Linked DNA regions of Mus musculus: regions 1 and 2 are each linked to region 3. A link is a contact called in public HiCAR-type and HiChIP or PLAC-seq data. All regions are on one chromosome and are shown on one strand. The core of a region is the stretch at or near the end of the contact, and the rest is flanking DNA. Distances in the headings are between cores, read along the strand shown. Region 1 overlaps Nme7 (NME/NM23 family member 7). Region 2 has its middle 130 kb from the start of Gm26685. Region 3 holds the start of Gm32652 (a long non-coding RNA gene).

Evidence for each region. HiCAR-type assays count read pairs that join an accessible place to other places. HiChIP or PLAC-seq counts read pairs in DNA pulled down with a chosen protein or histone mark.
Region 1: an H3K27ac HiChIP or PLAC-seq map of heart atrium shows a contact between it and region 3, with 8 read pairs. The contact joins two enhancer-like sites. A contact is called at or near these places in 2 of 15 datasets of contacts at CTCF or cohesin (the NIH/3T3 cell line and large pre-B cells), 5 of 484 Hi-C or Micro-C datasets (cerebral cortex, cortical neurons, embryonic stem cells and 2 more), 8 of 115 datasets of contacts at active chromatin or transcription factors (the NIH/3T3 cell line, embryonic basal ganglia, embryonic forebrain and 5 more) and 1 of 9 other capture datasets (embryonic stem cells).
Region 2: a contact with region 3 is called in a HiCAR-type map of kidney, with 2.5 times the contacts expected there. The contact joins two enhancer-like sites. A contact is called at or near these places in 1 of 15 datasets of contacts at CTCF or cohesin (large pre-B cells), 9 of 484 Hi-C or Micro-C datasets (the C3H10T1/2 cell line, adipose-derived mesenchymal stem cells, embryonic fibroblasts and 5 more), 6 of 115 datasets of contacts at active chromatin or transcription factors (the 230-238 cell line, fibro-adipogenic progenitors, forebrain and 3 more) and 1 of 9 other capture datasets (embryonic stem cells).

What each region holds. Positions count from the first base shown.
Region 1 is chr1:164,402,183-164,406,814 of GRCm38.p6, reverse strand. Nme7 (NME/NM23 family member 7) reads right to left here. Exons shown (of 14, transcript NM_138314.4): 13 at 3,738-3,845. Among named protein-coding and RNA genes, the nearest start is that of Gm39690, 14 kb to the left of the region's middle. Within about 2 kb of position 1,309, at least 47 of the 459 cell types and tissues checked have an H3K27ac peak or open chromatin away from gene starts, as enhancers often do. A contact at or near this core is called in heart atrium, where this site is marked.
Region 2 is chr1:164,626,917-164,631,105 of GRCm38.p6, reverse strand. No RefSeq gene overlaps it. Among named protein-coding and RNA genes, the nearest start is that of Gm26685, 130 kb to the right of the region's middle. Within about 2 kb of position 2,110, at least 39 of the 459 cell types and tissues checked have an H3K27ac peak or open chromatin away from gene starts, as enhancers often do. A contact at or near this core is called in kidney and muscle stem cells, where this site is marked.
Region 3 is chr1:164,895,114-164,899,973 of GRCm38.p6, reverse strand. It overlaps Gm32652 (a long non-coding RNA gene), which reads left to right and starts at 318. Exons shown (of 5, transcript XR_865700.2): 1 at 318-575. Within about 2 kb of position 3,368, at least 41 of the 459 cell types and tissues checked have an H3K27ac peak or open chromatin away from gene starts, as enhancers often do. A contact at or near this core is called in heart atrium, kidney and muscle stem cells, where this site is marked.

The DNA of each region.
Region 1 (4,632 bases), core at 60-2,559, 490 kb after region 3:
AGGGAACAGAACAATGAGAGTTGGCAGTGTCTCTGTCTTAGGACAGGTGGCTGTCCAAGTGTGGTGTCCTGATTCACGGCAACAGTGTCAAAGCACAACCTAGAAGGGCAGGCGCTCAGGCTTGGCAGATGCAGCCAGCCAGAGACGGAGGAGGAGCACGCTGGGCTGGTTAAGACAGCCTCCAGGAGGTCCCACACTGCAGCTTACTTTAGGAAGCAGTGCTTTGGAAACAAAAGGAGCAGAGACAATGTGTGAAGACTCTTAACTTGACCTTTTAAGGTCTTTTCTAGCCCTATGGTTTGGTTATAGACTTGCCATAGTTACTAATTAATTTGTTTTTCAAGAAAAAATTGCTAGTGTCTCTACTGATTTTTATAAGTGTCTGTATATCTATATACAGAGTGATCAGTCACATTAACCGTCGTCCTTAAGCCATGCATCTTGTTCCTAGTCACAATGGGAGGAGAACTAAGTTAAAATAAGCAGGTTGTACTGAGAAACTGAAAGACTATGGACCTCCAGTTCTCTTTATGGCACTAGGCACTACAACAACTGCTCCAGGATTATAGGATCAATGTTTACAGAAACTGTATGAAGAAAGCAGGTGTTATGATTATTTTTGTTTTTGAATAAAATTCAAACTCTTACTTATGCCGAGTAAGAGAGACACCAGTAGTTTCAGTAGTACAGATGAGGCTGGCAACCCTGTCCCACTGTCTGCACGCAGGGACATGTATTATGGTGGTTGGTTCCCCACGCTCATCTTTCAGATTCAGTGTGCTCCTCATGTTGTCACTCTGACCTTCCTAAATGTCTTTTGAAAATCTTTGTTTCTGAATATCCTAATGGCCACATTCATTCAGACTACCAAACATTTTCTTGAATTACCCTTCCCCAATAGACCTCTATGCCTAAACAACTATACACACACACACACACACACACACACACACACACACACACACAGAGTTACATCTGTTCTTTCTCCACAGATAGCCCATGACCTGCTCTCTATACCATCCAGAATGCCCTAACACAGACATGACCATGCTGCCCTGCATAGAACCTTGGGTCACTAATAACTCTGGATGGTTCAGATGTCTTCACATGACTTTACAATGCCCCCAGTGACTCTTATAACTTTTCACGTGTCACCTCCCACTTCCTGGTCAAAGCGTCAGCCTTGCTAGACTATTTTTAGATCCTAAGAGAAAGCTGTTTGCTCTTGTCTTTGTACATTGTGTTCCCTCTTTGACATTATACTAGTAAGAATCACAACTCCGCTTCCTCCAAGACAGAAACTAAACAAAGGGTAAATCACGAGGGTCAGGACGTGGGCAGCCCTGTACTAGCTATGGCCTGTAAATACAGAGCTGTCCAATCAGAACAGGCACCCTACACTTATATTTACCTTCAGCTAGTTCTTGAGTCGCTAGGACAAGAATGTACTCACAGACTTGTCTGAGTTTCAGACTGGCTTTCATCAGCTGTTGATGCACACAATGTTTAAATGCTTCTTAAATCCCAGTTGGCAACCAAAAACTGATATAACTAACAACACTATAGAATATTTGGAGATGGAAAACAAAGGGAAAGTGCATATTTTTCCATTATATAGCACAATTTATATAATTACCAGTAGAGACTATGGAGTAAGATCCTTGTAACTTATTTTCTGGTATATTCTTAATACAGTGTGTGTGTGTGTGTGTGTGTGTGTATGTGGGGGGGGGGTAGAAAGGGAAAGGGAGAGGGAGCGAGGTATATATACATGTGTGTGCACTTGTGCATACCTCTGCACACCCATGGAGGCCAGAGGAGAATGTTTTGTGTCCTTCCCATAAGTCTCTCTGTTCTGTTCCTTTAACACAGGGTTTCTCACTGAACACAGAAAATACTGTGATTTTTGTTAGGATTGACACAATCCTCAACAATTCTGCTCCACCTTCCTTTCTACCCAGCACTGGTGTGACAGGAACATGTGGCCACACATGTCTTTTCACATTGAAGCTAAGAACCCCAACTCAAGTCTTACACTTACACAGGCACTCTTACCCACTGGGCCAGTCTCCCCCGCTTACCCTCCCCTCCCCTCCCCCAGTCCACAATGCAAGGTGCATTAAATGAGGAGACGGTGTGACTGATCCATTGCTCTGGAGTATAGAATTCAGATCTTCCTGAATATGCTAACTACACTACCACAGTCCATCAGCAGCTTTGGGGACAGCATTGTCTGTTCTTGCTCAGATACTAAGTGTAAGCAAATGGTGCTATAGTATTGCACATTGTACCTCTTAAGTCTCATTGGAATATTTTTATGACTCAAATTTAATAATTGCAGTAAGCTAATTTAAAACAACATTCTATATATCGAACCAATTCTGTAGCCTCTTGCTTATTAAACCCTTTAAACTATAATCTATGCCAATAAAAAGTATTAATTACTTGACGACTAGCTTTCTATGTATACAGAATGGTAAAAGGTGGACTTTTGCTGTTCTCAGTTTATTCCTGAGGCTGCCTGGGAACTCTGGGGACTAAGGGATTCTTCTGGTCTAATAACAGTGCCAGTATGGGTTCCACCTTGAAGGATGGGCCATAAATCATACTACAGAGTGATTGGTTACTGCATGGTGTTCCTGCCACTATCGCTTCAATGGGTTTTCTTGCCAGTCCAGTAGTTATTGTAGCTGCAGGGGTCAAATCTGGGTAAGACTGTTGATTACTTTTTACTGGCAGTGCACATAGCACCGCCAATCACTGTGGAAGCCAGCCAGCCAGGAGGGATGGAACGTCCATGGCAGTACTGGCTTGATTTCTCCATGGTCTTTGTAGTATCATATGGTCAGGTTCTGAAAGGCTAACTAAGAGCAATGACAAGAGCCTTTAGTTATTGATCAACATCTCTCTACTCTTATCAGAGAATCTTCTTCTTGGGGTAAATAATACATGGTGGTTAACCAGAGACTCACAATTGGTCAATGTGCAAAGAATCAGAGACAACAGGATGCTCAACTCTAAATAGGATCTCTATATTATATCCCTTCCTCTCAAGGCTAAGGGCTACTTGCAGGAGAGGGGTAGAAAGACTGTAAGACCCAGAGGCAGGGGCTGACTACACTAGAACATTCTTTTCTAGAGAGAAGACAGCAGGTACACATAAAAACAATCGTGCTAAGACTTGTACAAACTCAAGTAAAAAAAAATCTTTCCTTGAAGGGAAGTCATGAGTCCTGTTCCTAGCTAAGGAGATATTGGCAACTGATAGCTTTTGGGAAAAGAAGAGTTGGCTTTCTTTAATGGTGTGACTCCTAATAGAACAACCATGCTCCAACACAGGGCCCAACACCTAGGAGGTTTAGGGCAGCACAAACTGGACTCTATTTTTCTTCCTTAAAAAAGGTATATAGTTGGGTAGGTAGGCAGTTGAGGACTGGGTCTGGGGAGAGCTGGGATGGGGTGTGATGTGATGAAAATACACTGCAGGAAATTCTCAAACAATTAGTAACATTTATTACTTTAAGAAAGAAATTCTTTTGTCTTACCGTCTGGAGTACCTGGGACCATAGGGACACGCTTGATTATATTTGATTACTGAGTATATTAGTATGAAGTTATTGCATGGTCAAAAGCCACCCATAATCCCAGACTATCAAATGGTTTGAGATGTACAAGAACTATGGAGCCTGCTGATGAGCCTGATATACAGGCAGGACTCGCTGCCTGCTTCTGCTTACCTCCAGGAGCCCATCCTCCGGCAGATCCGTGCAATGAACAGCATTTTGAACCTTAGTTTTACCAAAAATTGCCCTGAGGGTCTCAGGTCGTAAATGCCGGGCGATTTCCTATGAAATACACATATATAGTTTAGATTAGTCATATGCATTAATAAGAAAAAAACATTAGCTACATAAAACATTATTTTATAAAATCCAAGTTATATATTGAGGGTGACAACTTTTCTTGGAAATACCATAAATATATGAAACATTTGACCACTGAAAAATTTATATTTACTAGTATAAATTTTTTAAATATTAAAACAATGTTAGTAGGTTGGATGATGGTGGCTACGCCTTTAATCCTAGCACTTAGGAGGCAGAGGCAGGTGGATCTCTGAGTTCGAGAACTTCTTGGTCTTGGTTTACAGAGCGAGTTCCAGATTAGTCAAAGCTACAGAGAGAAACCCTGTCTCACCACCCTCACCTCCAATTTTTTTCCTGCTGTATTATTGTCTGTGTGTGTGTGTGTGTGTGTGTGTGTATGTGTGTGTGTGAGAGAGAGAGACAGATAGAGAGACAGACAGAGAGAGAGACAGACACAGAGAGAGAGAGAAAAAGAGAGAGAGAGAGACAGAGACAGAGAAAGACAGAGACACACAAAGAGAGACAAAGAGAGAGAGACTGTGTCAGAGGACAATCTGTGTGAGGCAGTTCTCTCTGATGATTGAACTCAGGTCATTAGTCTTGGGAGCAAGCCTCTTTACCTGCTGAGCCATCTTGTCTGCCCTAGTGTGGTGATTGGTATAAGAATGGCCCCTATGAACTCATATATTTGAATGCTTTGTCACCATGAAGTTGATCTGTTTGAAAGGATTAGAAGGATTAGAAATTGTGTGGCCTTGTTGGATGA
Region 2 (4,189 bases), core at 861-3,360, 270 kb after region 3:
CCATCCCTGAGTCTCTACATATAAGACAGACTACATTTTACCAAAACTTTTTGAGGATAAATTATTCAAATGGATTATTGTATCTTCAAGAATAATTGACTGAAACCCACCCTAGTGTGGATGAAATGCCCAACACAGATGTAACATGTTTCTATGTGAATGGCTTGAATACTATGCATCAATGCCCCATCCCTGAATATCACAACTACTGGGTTATGGGTCTTGAACAACAGAAAAGGTCTTGTTACCCATGTTTGTTTCTGAATCAGCAAACTCCTCACCCAGCTCTGCATATTCCAGTCACCCTGTGGATCCGTGTACTTGGTGTAGTATGTCACAGCAACTGAGGATTTATCTGTTTCCATTTTTTCCTGCAAGATGGTAAATATCAACCAGTGCATAATGCCCATGGAATTATGTGACACTTCATGAAGGAAGATTCTAGAACAAATTCTATTACACAGCTCTGTTTCCAGAGGCCTCAACATGTCACATTGCCTTGCAAAGCTGGCAATGCAGAAACAAAGGCTTCCAGTGTCGTTCCCATTTCTAAGAAGACTGAATTAATGTTGCCAGGGAAACGAAATCTCAGCTTCCTATTAAATTTACTTTCGGCTTACCTGTTGTGCTTCTCAAAGCTAGGCTGAAACATAATAAAGAAGGGGATCTGGAGTTCTTTTATTAAAAGCTCTCAGAGCACATATTTCCCAGGTAAAGATAATCCAAAGAGAATAGATTTTGGTTAACTCTCATCTTAAAAGTGATCCGGCTTCACCCAGACTTAGTGTGTAGTGTGGAGATGGAGGGATTGCCATTGAACGATGCTCTATGGTGTACTTCTCAATGTAACAGTAGAAGTGCTGGACTCTGAAAGTTCTCGTCTCTATTTCCAGTGGCCACAGTTGAACTCAGGATTCTGTTAGTACTTGTAAGCCACATCCATGAGCCAGCGACAGAGGGAAGAAGGACAAAGACACGGAGGGAGTCAGAGTAGTATGGGGTGAGCAGAGACCATGGGGCAAAGGAAGAAAGTGAAGGCTGGAAACAGCCTGGCAGTGGTTAAAGATGAAGCACCAGAGGGACTGATACTGTAAAATGTAGAAGGCACATCATGTGGGGATGATCTGGAGAAAGGCCGTGGGTACCACTCGAATGAGGATGCATCTGTGCAAGTGTGGGCTTTCTCCTCTCTTAGCCAGAGCGTTATGTTATCGTCAGTCAGAACTGCGAGGCTTGCTCAGCATGATTATGTTAATATCTGCTCACTCCCAAATGGTTTGCCAAATCTTCATCTTAAGCCATCACCAGTCCCTAAGGACCAGGAAGGGGTCCATGCTGTCCAAATCTCAACCAAAGCATTACTTCCCAGGTACATCTACCCCCAACTCTTAAGACTAGATTTAATCCATGTTAAAACTCTCAAGTTTTGTTTGTATTTTCTTCAAATTGCTTACCATTAGAACCTCCATATTTTTATTATTCTGTCTGTCTTTCCTTTTTTAGGTTGCAAGAGTCTTAACATATAAAAAAGCATGTTTGTTTCTGCTCGACACTATGCTTGAAGTTTCTTCACGGAGCCTGGCATAGAGTCCATGCTCAGCTAATTCAAGGATATATACCCAAAAGTAATAAAAATCATCCCAAAAGAGAAAAAACCATCAAGCCAGACTGGCCACTGAGAACCCACAGAAATAGAAGTCTACCTCTGGCTAAGTGTCTCTCCTAGCAGGTACCCATTTCCTCTCAGTGTTGCTCAAGGAGTGAACAAATAAAATATGCATTCCTGATGACTTTGTATAGCCTTAGCTTCCACATACAATGTCGTCTCCATGCTTCACTTTTCTCTTATAACCACAGTAAGCTTTCAAAATGATATTCTGAGTAACTTCTTGGTGGGGGTTGGTGTGTTGACTTCAGCCAAGGATCACTTGTCTTTCCTGAGACCGGAAAGATTTGGACCTCGTGAGTCAACAGCCTGTTGGATCGACACAGAAACCTCAACAATGCTTGGCATCCTCCCTGAAGGTTACAACTTCTGGCCTTGCCAACTTGGGGAACTGGAGTGCTGTTTCCTGGTCCCCACGAAGTTTCTGAAAATGACCTCCTGCTGAAAGCAAGCATCCAGAGTCACGCGGAGAAGTGAGGTGCGTCAGTACTTCTCCAACTCCATGCACATGGGAATTCAATCCAGCTGCGGCAAGAAGCAGCCAACCATGCATTTAGAACATCTAAATAACTAGGCTGGATCTCAGTATTAACCCAAAAATGGTTGTTCTTTTCCTTGGTCCCATTTGTGGTATTAAAGCAATGAGGGAAATGAATCAAGAAAAAAAGGGGGGGCAGACAGAATGCCCTAGAGTACATCTGTAAGACCACATTGATGACTTGGCTTTTCATCAACATCCAAAAGGATATCAGGAAGCACGAGGGAGCAGGAAGCCACCAGTGATATCAGAAGGATGGGTTTCCTGAGGCAGAAGCACAAGGAATGTTGGGAGTGAGAGGTACCTTCCTTGATCTCTGGCTTCCCCAGAGCTAAATGACCTTGAAGAAATCATTTTACCACTCTAGGACTCTGCTGCCTTAGAACTGACAGCAATAACATACCGGCCTTCCAGAATTATTTAAAGTGAGAACTACATCCTGCTTCTGCCCAGGGGGAGTTCATTCATTCATTCATTCATTCATTCCAGACATTTTTCTACAAATTGTCCTCCTTCCCTCTCCACTTTTCTTTATCTCTGTTACAAAAAAAAAAAAAAAAAAAAAAGAACCAATTATATATCACTTATTTGTGCCACTGGTTCTCATAGACTTTGTTTAACAAGTCATGTCTTTATTTTGGCTTTAATGAATCTGTGACTGTGATGGTTTGAATTAGAGTAATTGCTCTTTGCAATCTGTGAAAATAAAGAGAGAGCAAGAGAGAGAGATAGAGAGGGGGAGAGAGAGAGTCGACAGAGACAGAGGAGTCAGAGAGACAGAGACAGAGTCAGAAACAGAGAGAGGTTAAATGAGAACAAACAAATACCAGAAGCAGATATAAAAAAAAACATATTTGATTATATGCATTTGTCAGAGGTCCTGCTCTGATAGAGGCAGATATGGGTAGTGGTCAATGATAAAGACTACAGGAAAGGCTCCTAGAAGTCTGCTTTCCTCTGTGTCTCTCCTCTTGTCTGTGCAAACTTCCTTTTTTTATATTTATTTATTTTTATTACATATTTTCCTCAATTACATTTCCAATGCTATCCCAAAAGTTCCCCATTACCCCCCCCCCACCCACTCATTCCCTTTTTTTTTTTTTTTTTTTTTGGCCCTGGCGTTCCCCTGTACTGGGGCATATACAGTTTGCATGTCCAATGGGCCTCTCTTTCCAGTGATGGCCGACTAGGCCATCTTTTGATACATATGCAGCTAGAGTCAAGAGCTCCGGGGTACTGGTTAGTTCATAATGTTGTTCCACCTATAGGGTTGCAGATCCCTTTAGCTCCTTGGGTACTTTCTCTAGCTCCTCCATTGGGAGCCCTGTGATCCATCCATTAGCTGACTGTGAGCATCCACTTCTGTGTTTGCTAGGCCCCGGCATAGTCTCACAAGAGACAGCTACATCTGGGTCCTTTCGATAAAATCTTGCTAGTGTATGCAATGGTATCAGCGTTTGGAAGCTGATTATGGGGTGGATCCCTGGATATGGCAGTCTCTAGATGGTCCATCCTTTCGTCTCAGCTCCAAACTTTGTCTCTCTAACTCCTTCCATGGGTGTTTTGTTTCCATTTCTAAGGAGGGGCATAGTGTCCACACTTCAGTCTTCATTCTTCTTGAGTTTCATGTGTTTAGCAATATATATCTTGGGTATCCTAGGTTTTGGGCTAATATCTACTTATCAGTGAGTACATATTGTGTGAGTTCCTTTGTGAATGTGTTACCTCACTCAGGATGATGCACTCCAGGTCCATCGATTTGGCTAGGAATTTCATAAATTCATTCTTTTTAATAGCTGAGTAGTACTCCATTGTGTAGATGTACCACATTTTCTGTACCTATTCCTCTGTTGAGGGGCATCTACTCCCTCTCCAGCTCCCAAATCCATTATCCCTGCCTTCCTCCACAGTATCATGAACTCCCACCACTGCTTTGTCCAGTTTTGCCCAAAGCAGAATCGTCTCATGCCCTCTCTGCTTTGCCC
Region 3 (4,860 bases), core at 2,119-4,618:
TTTGCTCTGAAGGGCAAGGATGGAGGTGAGAGGCAGAGGATCTTAGGGCCCGAGCTTTTTGGAGTGAGACTCCAAGTTTCTCAGGGGCGGAAGAAAGCAGCTGAGACTGGCTGGAGAAGAGAGAAAATGCATAGTGCCACTTATTTTTGTCAGCGTGAAATTGGGACTGGCCTATTGCCCCCAGAGGAAAACTCTCCGTGTTTCCACTGAACATTCTAGAAAAGCCAGGAGAGAAGGATAGAAAAATTACCTACAAGGTCAGTCAGTAAGTGAAGTGAAGCAATTAAGAGGATCCAGCACAAACCAGTTCGCCCTTTATTTTTCTTGGCAAACTGACTTTGACGCCCTTGGCTGGCTTTAACCCTGCCCATCGCAGCCGGTTAGAGGAAACTGTATTACCAGAGGTCAAAGTCACATACCTTGCCAAGTGTGGCTGTTTTTTTGTTTTTTTTGTTTTTGTTTGTTGTTGTTGTTGTTGTTGTTTTTGTTTTAAAAGAAGAAGAGTTCGCTGTCCATGGTGAGATGTTTTCTGTCCTATCTGGGGGCATTTCCCGGCTCCGGTTTCGCCACTAAGGGTATGACCATTTGACAGTTCCTGGGGGTTGGGGGGTGAGGAGCAATCTAGTAGCGGTTTGGCTTTTACTGTCTCTCAGGGAGTTTGCATCCAGATCCCAGAGAAGGTGAGCTCACTGCTGTGAGTGCCAGGCTTATGTAAACTGCGGCTCAGAGGCTGCGCAGAGCTGCGGGGGTGGCAGCGGCGGCGGCGGCGGCGCAGTGCAGAGCTCCCACCCAGCACAAGGAGCTGCAGGCGCTGCTGCAATGCTGCAGTGCAGAGTCTGGGGGAGCCTGCTGCAGGCGTCCACCAGGACAGTGATGGAGCCCAGAGCCCTAATCCCGCAGTGCCGAGGCATGGGAATGGGGGGTGGGGTAGGTGGGCGACTGCCTTATTGGGGTTTGCTTGACAATGAGTCGGGTGTACAGGATGCGAGATGATTGAGGACTCGCTGAGTTCATTCTGCAGGAGGAACTGGGCTAGGTCCTTCTGGGCGCGCTGCTGCCCTCTAGGGTTTTGAGTATAGCGACAAGAAATAGGACAAGTCCGGATAATAAAGCTTCAGTTGAACAGGGCACCTGAAGCCCTTGAGGGGGAACTGCTTGCGTTTTTCTGTAAATTCGCACACCTATTACCTCTTCCCCTGATTCTGCTTTTCTGTTGGAGAGGATCAATGTGTGGATTATTTCATCTGTTCTCCGCAAATCTGATGATGTTCTCAGTAGGGCAAAGGCTATCTATCCATACACCTCAGTATTTATCCAAATCAATATAGTTACGTTTTCTCTCTCTCTCTCTCTCTCTCTCTCTCTCTCTCTCTCTCTCTCTCTCTCTCTCTCTCATAGCCCTGGCCTCCTTGGTATTGGGCAAGGGGCTTGATTTACCACCCACTGCCTAGCCTGCCAAATGACCTTTATCTTTTTCTGGCACTTTCTTTTAAGAAAATGGAGCTGAAGTCGCTATAGCAAATAGCTACTCATATAGCAGCTGCCAATAGTAAGTGGAAATTCTATGCTGAAACACAATTTTCAACAAGGTAAAATCATGACTCACATACAAATACAACATGACTACATGACAGAGATTTTACATAACCCATTAAATAATTAGAGAATAAGTAGGAGGCCAAATGAGTTCAAATTCAAAGCAGAATTATGAGATTGCACACACACACACACACACACACACACACACACACTACTCTATAGTGGAATAAAACACAATGTTTGAGATTGCATTTTTTTATTTTCACAAGGTAAAAATCAAATCTGTACCAGACAAAGAGACAGACAAACACCATTTGTTTTGTCATTATTTTATTTTTATTTTTTTAAAGACAGGATTTCTCTGTAGCTCTGGCTGTCTTAGAACTCATGCTGGCTTCGGACTCAGAGATGCACTGACTTGCCTCTGATTCCTGACTGCCTTAGACCCCTGAGTCATCCTAACGTATCTAACATATTCAGTCTCCATCATGAAGATACTGAGCTGTACTCATGCCAATGTATTCTCTCCATCTTGTATTTATATTCACATCTTCTGTCTCTGTCATGGATCGGCAGAAAATTGTGACTTTGCATTCTGCTTTGACCATAGTTATGACTGCTGAGAATTAGACCAATTAAGACCCTTAGGGATGGGTTTTCTCCTAGCTTTAAGAAAAACCAAGCCATAGCCAACCGAGAGTGTCACTTACAGACTCATGGGCATGATAGCATTGTGAGCAAACTTCCTTGTTTTGAGATAAGGCAGGCTAGTATCTCAGTCACCACTGGGAAGGCTGGAGGGGAGGGGTGGGAGAGGGCAGGCTGGAGGGGAGGGGTGGGGGAGGGCAGGCGGGCTCCTGGGTTCCAGCACTGGGAGGTGTGATGAGACATAAAAGAAAACACAGTGGGATAAATCAGATATGATTTATGCATGGACAGGCAAGGAGATCTCTTTTCCCTGCTTGGGTCACACAATTAAATCTAATTAATGGAAACTGGTCATAGAGGGAGTTCAGAGCCTATTTTCGGTTGTCATTATCCTAACACAGCAATCAAAATGCAGATGAGCTATCTCTGTCTCACCCCAGGAGAGAAGCAGGCTTCTTGCTAATGAAGGGAAAATTGTAAATGAATGCTTATCAGGCCTTCCCTGTCCACGGTGGCTTCTTGGGGGTGGCAGTACTGGTAGAGAGGGCTGACAGACATTTTGCGTTCTGAAAGGGAACCTTCTTCCAAGAGAGTTCTAATGCTGCCCTAATGCTGTCTTCTCATGCTGCTGGGAGAGAGGCAGGGGGCAGAGGACACTTTCTCTAGCCGTTGGCCCTAACTTGGGCAAAGATAAAGAGCTAAGTGGCTTTTTTCAGAGTGGACGGCGGGAGGGGCAAGGGGGTAGGGTGGGGGAAGGAGTTGTGTTCTTGAACCAGAAAGTGCGCTTCGGGGCATACAGTTTGGCAGCCCTAGCGATCCATTCTCATTCTGACCTTCAGCCTCAATAATTAGAGCCATCTTATCTAACTAAACAAGAAAGATCTGGGGCAGTGTGGGATGGAATTAGAAATAACTCACTAGGAGATCCAAAGTCACCCCCAATGGGGACAGCACTGAGCTGTAGCCCAGTGGAGAAGGCTAACTTGCTGGAGGCAGACAAAGGCATCCTGAGCTGCGTGCTTGTTTGTAGACAGAAAAATGGCTCCCAACAAACACTCTGACAAACAAATCATGCCTGGATGAAACTGACGCGCACCCCTTCCCAGCAGGGGTGATAAATTAACCACAGCTGGGAGTGGCTGTGGGTTTACCGCTCAGCCTCCATCCAGTCTGTCCTGGGAGTCTCCCTCACCCCTTCTTGCCAACACTGCTACTATATTTAGCTTGTCCAGCATGTGCGCTGTCTATATTTAGTGCCTAAAAGTCAGAGTTCAGTGCACAATTCACCAAGCCATCAGTCATCTTCCATTCCATTCACACATGCAGAAAAATCCTTCCAAGAGACAATCTTGCTCTCCACTACAGGGTGGAGGGTGAAGGCCGTTGGAAGCCATTCTAAGAATGAAGGATTGAACCCATATGCCAGAGGGGGTTTCCTGCTGTCTCTGGCATGCTGTGCGTGCCTGAGAGTGCCAGACCCTGAGTGGAGAGCCAGGGCATGGGTGTGGCTCCAGAGGGCAGAGGGAGGATCGAAAGCAGGAGGACGGAAGCTCGGGAGTGAACAGCAGATTCTACCGTGCTCATTTGGTCCCCACTGATATTGCAGAAAACTGGTCATTGCTCATTACACCTTCTATGGGAGGCGGTGTGTGGAGGCCCACATTTTCCTACACCTCTGGAAAAGCTCAGGAGAAAGCTTACTGAGTCTATGAAAGAGTTAATGTAATAGCACATTAGCAATAAACTGGGCCAAAGTGGAACCCGCCATTCCACTAAGCAGGAGGTGTGACTGCCACTGAGAGAAGCCATGGGGAACATAGCTGTCTTTGACTATCTAGGCCACCAGAGGCCAGGGTCTCCTTTGGGTTGGCTAAGTGGGAACATGAAAGACTGGGGGGATTTCTGAGGATAACAGACAGGATCATGGGATTTCTTCACCTTTGCTGTTCCAACCACCCAGCTCACAACAGCCTGCAACTCCAGATCTAGGGAATCTGATGCCTTCCTTTGGCCTCTTTGGGTGCCTACAACTATGTGTAGACACACATGTGCATGCACACACACACATACACACACACACACACACACACACACACACAGAGAGAGAGAGAGAGAGAGAGAGAGAGAGAGAGAGAGAGAGAGAGATTGAGTTAGATGGATGGATAGATAGACAGATAGATAGATAGAATTAAAAATAAATAAAATATTGGGCCAGGAGAGATGACTCCGTGGTTAAGTGCACCTGCTGCTCTTCCAGATGACCTCGGTTTGAACCTCAGCACCGACACAGAAGCTCACAACTGTCTATAATTCCATTTCCAGGGAATTCTATTTCCATTTATAATTCCATTTCCAGGGAATCTGACACTTTCTTCTGATCTTCTTGGGTACCAGACACATACAGTTGTATCCAGACATACATACAGTCAAAATGTTCATATATATAAAATAAAAGAAGTATTTTTTCAATGAAGAAATAGTTTTAAAGTTTACTTTAAAATATGAATATCTTCCAGTATTTAACAGGTAAATAAAAATGTGTATTGTTCATATGTTTTTGTTATATTTTATTTCTCCAGTAATACTGATTAAAAATATTCATATATCTACTTTTACATCTACAACCTACCACTCTTATTTGTATGGCTTTATAAGAATTATGGATAAAGATTC